Linked DNA regions of Mus musculus: region 2 is linked to region 1. Evidence: chromatin contacts called from public promoter capture Hi-C data. All regions are on one chromosome and are shown on one strand. The core of a region is the stretch at or near the end of the contact, and the rest is flanking DNA. Distances in the headings are between cores, read along the strand shown.

Evidence for each region. Promoter capture Hi-C pulls out the DNA fragments that hold promoters and counts their contacts.
Region 2: a contact with region 1 is called in a promoter capture Hi-C map of liver. The contact joins two enhancer-like sites. A contact is called at or near these places in 3 of 39 promoter capture datasets (the C10 cell line, liver and trophoblast stem cells), 1 of 484 Hi-C or Micro-C datasets (nephron progenitors) and 1 of 115 datasets of contacts at active chromatin or transcription factors (embryonic stem cells).

Annotation. Positions count from the first base shown.
Region 1 is chr5:64,646,250-64,648,944 of GRCm38.p6, reverse strand. No RefSeq gene overlaps it. Among named protein-coding and RNA genes, the nearest start is that of Gm3716, 37 kb to the right of the region's middle. Within about 2 kb of position 1,329, at least 134 of the 459 cell types and tissues checked have an H3K27ac peak or open chromatin away from gene starts, as enhancers often do. A contact at or near this core is called in liver, where this site is marked.
Region 2 is chr5:64,838,895-64,841,589 of GRCm38.p6, reverse strand. No RefSeq gene overlaps it. Among named protein-coding and RNA genes, the nearest start is that of Gm31684, 23 kb to the right of the region's middle. Within about 2 kb of position 1,314, at least 18 of the 459 cell types and tissues checked have an H3K27ac peak or open chromatin away from gene starts, as enhancers often do. A contact at or near this core is called in liver, where this site is marked.

The sequences.
Region 1 (2,695 bases), core at 80-2,579:
AGTGGGGCTTGTGGCAGCTGTTCTACAAAAGGCCACAGAGCAGTTTCCTATGCTTCATAGAAGTCCAGAGCGGTGTGCAACATCTCCCTCACAGGCAAGTACGTTGCCAAATAGACCAGTCTTTCAATCCCCTAAAAACAATCTTGCTAAAGTCTAAGAAGATAAAAGAATAGCCAACCCCGTTCCCTCCCCGGGAGTGGCCGATAGCTAGATCTGACTTATTGTCCCGTCCTAGTGAAGCTGTCGCTTCCTGCCCTCATTGCTCCCTCCTGTCACCCTCTAGACAGCCTGGCTTCTGCAGGAGTGTCCACATTTACTGGAGAGCAGCAGGCACTTCCTGACTGGCTCTTTCCACACAAGGAACCTCTGTTTGCTTTGAGAGTACTGAACCTCTGAGTGTCCCGGCTAGTGAGCACAGAGCCCCCAGTGCTGGAACAGCTATTTTATGGACATATTTTTTTTTGAGCAATAAATTACAATATTGCCAGCCCGTTAAAAAGCAACACTGTTTACTGTATAATTTTTAAGAAAATATAATGTTTGTCAGGAATTCCTTTCAAGTAGTAGAGAATATACTATGGTATTTTTTTTCCTAAATATTATACGGTTCCCCTGGAGAGTGGTGGAGTAGTGTTAGGTAGGGGTCAGATATCTTACTTAGGAGGTTGTGTTTATTACACCTTTTGAATTCCTATGTGTACATCTGAGATACCAGTTGACTTGGATCCAATTTACAAAGAAAAAACAAAACAAAACAAAAAACAAACATACTAAAAAGTCACCATCTACTACAACATAACAAAAGAAAAAAAAAAACAAACAGAAAGAAAAAAAAAAAACCAGAGGAAAATGAATGTATCGGACTTGAAGGTTGCTAAATGGAATGTGGTTAGTTTGTGGCTAGCCTCAGTCAGCTTAAACAGATTCAAATCCAAGCCTTGAATCGGCTTTAGCCGGCCAGAGGTCAAATTGGGGTCTTTTGTTAGAGACCGTTCTGAGTAGCTGGAGGGCATGGGAGGTGGAAGAAGGCAAGGGTGACCGGATTGGAGGTTGCTATTGTCACAGTTTCAGAGTCTCCCTCCCGCAGCCCCCCACCCCCACTCCGGTTTTATTTTTATATTATTTTACTTTGTTCGCTGTTGTTGAATAGAAAGCTGAGCGAGACTGAGAGGAGAAGAAAGGGGAGGAGGGGGAGGGAGGGAGGGAGGGAGGGAGAGAGAGAGGGAGGAGCTAGAAGGTAGACGGCAGATGCAACCATTAGGCTGGCTGGCCCTCGCTGCCCTACCCCCCACCTCACTAACCCGTGGCCTCCACTCTGACCCACAGACAGAATACAAATGAGCGCTTCTCCGGGACAGGACACTAACTGGCAGTGGCCGGCTAGAGCTCAGGACATTTTCTAAGCAATTCACTAATCAGAAGTGACTGGGGCTCTGAAGAGAATACAGGCCAGCCTCGGTTCCGCCCTCCATGCTAATGATGAAGGCAGTCAAGTGGATAGTTAAGGGCAGCGAGGTGAATAATTCTAAACCGATCGTTGAAAGGTAATGAAATGCACTAGCGAGTTTGGGGGCAACAGATTTTTGTAGCAGGCATGGCTGTTTTCTGACGAGCCGGGTTTGCCTGAGTTTGCCTCTTCTGAGCATCGGAACCCTGACTTTAGGACGAATCGGTTTGGGAAAGGCTTGGGTGGCAGACAGGAGGGGATCTGGGATTAAGAATTCATGCAGCCTTGAAAACTCGCATAACTCCCAGAGGAAGGCACCTGTGACAAAAGAATTCATTGAAAACTGACAAAGCCTGCAAAACAAATGGAGAAAAGAAACAGAACTCATCACTTACCAAGATTATATATGTGAAAATCTATCATTTTGAAGACTAATAGTCATCTGGGTGTGGGAGCTACATGTAGACTTCATTTATTCTCTTTTCTTCTAATTTGAATTATACACAGACTCAAGTTGCCACCTCCCACCCCCACCCCCACCCCCAACACACACACTGTTTATGTAGTCCTGGGGACTGAACCCAGGATTTTGTGCAGGCCAGGCAAGCAGTCTACAGACTGGGTGACATCCCCAGCCCTTTTTATAATGAAAAACACAAAGATGCTAAAAAAGAAATTGGTGTGATGCAATTCTTACCCAGAATGTACAGATGCGAATTGACCTAATGCTAACCACTCGACTGACTTGGGCCAGCAGGGAATCTGCGCAGGTGACCCTTTGCTGCAGATGTTAGAAGTCCTAGCAGCCCCCTCTGATGCAAAGGTTTTCTTTATGAAACTCTCACTATAAGTGAATCGCCTTGGTTTTCCTTTCCTTAAAGTTTAAGAGATAACATCAGAGACAGATTTGGGTTTCTGTGTTCTCCTAAAGGCACTATCAGCTTCTACTTGTATTAATCTGTTTTGTTTTGCTATAATAAAATACTCAACACTGGGTAACCACACACACACACACACACATATACATATACATATATAGTTTCAAGGGCATGGTACTGACATCTGCTTGAACCCATAAGATAAGGATACGGTGAATGGTGTATGAGCATGTGCATATGTGTGTGTGTGTGTGTGTGTGTGTGTGTGTGAGAGAGAGAGAGAGAGAGAGAGAGAGAGAGAGAGAGAGAGAGAGAGAGAGGGAGAGGAAGAGGAATAGGGAGAAGGAGAGGGAAAGAGAACACATTGCCA
Region 2 (2,695 bases), core at 65-2,564, 190 kb before region 1:
TTCACATGTCTGCTTTAGCAAAATGTCCTTTTGCTTGTATCCATTTCAGGAAAACACTCCTTTACATGTTTGCCCCAGCAAAACACCAACCAACACAACTGACTTTCCCAAGAACCCTTAAGTTTCCACTTCAAGGACCCTTGGCAGCAACTGGGGCCAGGACCACCTCATGGCTTCCTCATATCTGCCTGTTCCTCACCACTGTGGAGTCTTTGGTTTCACCTTTCTCCACAGTGTTTTTCTTCTGTGCTCCCCAGGCCACCAGGACTTAGGTGTCTTTCTTCAGGTCATCCCAGCCATTGGAGGAGACCCTAGGACTATGCTTTTAAACAGTGTTGTGATTATGAACGAGTTTGGAACTTTTAAAGGTAGAAAAAATAAATTATGCTAGTGTCTGAAGAGTATAGGGACAGTCAGTAGAACAAGATCTTTGGAATGAGATGTCTTTCATATTCTTGGCTGTTTGAATATTTGGTTTCCAGTTGCTGACACCGTTTAGGGAGACTGGAGGTGTGGGCTTGCTAGGGGAAATATGTCACTGGGGGTGGTTGGGCTTTGAGGCTCACAAGTCTCTCACCACTGTTAGATTGCTCTTTGGTTCCTGCTTGTGGTTTAAGATGTGAACTCAGTCCGCTGCTCCAGTCTCCGGGCCTCCCTGCTGCAGTACCTCCCAGCTGTGTTGGTAATGGATACCTGTTCCTCTGGAACCATAAGCCTAAATAAACACTTCCTTCTATAAGTTGTCTTGCTCATAGCATTTTATCAGAGCAATAGAAAAGTACTAACACCCTTCCCAAGTTGGCTTTGGTTATGGTCTTTGTCACAGCAACAAAGTGAAACTAAGACACATACATTGAACCATCCCTGTACACCCTTGAGATTCAGCCAACTCGATCATGGCAAATTCTCTTTTTAATGAGCTATTGAATTTAACCCGGGGATGTTTCGTTGAGAAGTTTTACTGCTGTGTTTATCAAGCACATGAGTCTGTAGCTCTCCTTTGCTGTGATGTCCTTGTTTTCTTCTGTTTCCTGACAGGCTAACAATAGCAGAATGAAGTGAGTTGGGAAAGCCTTTAAGCACACTGTTAAGTCACCATTAACATTAGTGATAAGGTTTTAGTACAATCACATCTTTCTGTGTTTATTTTCTCCTTTAAATAGACAAACACATTGAGGACTGGAGTGCTGTGATTCCCTAACAGCTGTCAGACCCTTCCCTGGTGCCCCAGCTGCTTTGACTACATGACTGCTAGGCAAGCAGCCAGCCTAACTGCCCTCATTGCAGGCAGTTCTTTTGGACACTTTACAGTCACTCTGACGATACCCCAGCAGCTGCAGTGCACCACTACAGGCACCACTGAAGATATCCTCCAGACAGCCTGCACTGGCCAAGTTGGAGGCCTTATTGAACTTTGGATGACCCTCAGCCATTTTTATCCAAGCCAGAGGGGAAGCACTCCATAAAGAGACCAAACAGAAATCCTGTAACTGATACCAAAGACCCCCCACTTCACATGAAAGACTGTGCCATGATTGCTTCAGTTTTCATGCAAGTTCCTATGATTGGTGGAAGCACATTTGCCCCACTTTTCTTTTAGAATACAAGCAACTTGTTTGGTGCATTGTGGATGGTACCACTCTGGACTGTTGGCCCTCAGGTCTACTGTTTCAGTATTAGGCGTGCACATGGTGCACAGACAAACATACAAGCAAAATACTCACACACATGACATAAACAATAATAAATACACGTTATTGCAGGTCCCAGTGGTGATGTGCAAGAAGCTGGTTTGAGTGGCAGTTGGGAGAATGGGTCAAGATGATGACCCACAGTGTGCTCTCCCTGAGCTTGGTATTTAAGGACAGCTATTGGCTTATGAAGCAGGATTCGAATCTTGCAGGAAATGGTCTTTTCAGGAGCAGACTAACATGGCTTGCAAGCACACTCTCAGTCACTCCATATCAGAGTTCTTTGCATGCAAGACGCCGGGTTGATGGAGGTTGAGTGCCTGGGGAAGAAAGGAACGTTGGATACAATGAGTATGCACAGTACAAAGGATATAACCTGGCACTGTATGTGTGCACGTGTTACGGAGACTTGATCACATGATGAACCCCAAGATTGTGCTATTGACTGAAAAAGCCTTGTTGTAGTGTGGCTCAGCATACACCTTTTATCCAAGAGCTAAATAAAGCCAACTCCAGGTCAGGACGCAGAGCAAGCAACCAAGCTGACAGGGAGTGAACATAAGTAAACAGAAAGCAGGGTCTTTGAAAGTCAGGGCAGTAAGATAGCTGGAGAAGGAAGGAGCTTTTCCTGCTGGGAAGTTGGTGGCGTAGAAAGGTCAGCCGGGTGCTTTCTCTGCCTCTCTGAGCTAGCAGGCTTTTGGGCATGGTGCCTGAGTCTTCACTGGTAAAATCTGAACATTTGGGATTTTGTTTATTTAAACAATATGCACACATACATACCATGAAACAGGCATCCATCCCCACCTTCCACTTAGAAGCAAAAGCTTCTCTTTTGCTGCTGCTTCTGCTGGGATAGCTGGCCTGTGGGTTTCTGGGAACTGCTCTTCCCTTCTCCCATCTTGCCCTAGGAACATTAGGATTATAGAAGCATCCCACAATGCCCTGCTTTGTATGTATTGAAATTCTGTGGATTATTATTTAGCCTCTGTCTTCTGTTCTCTTTC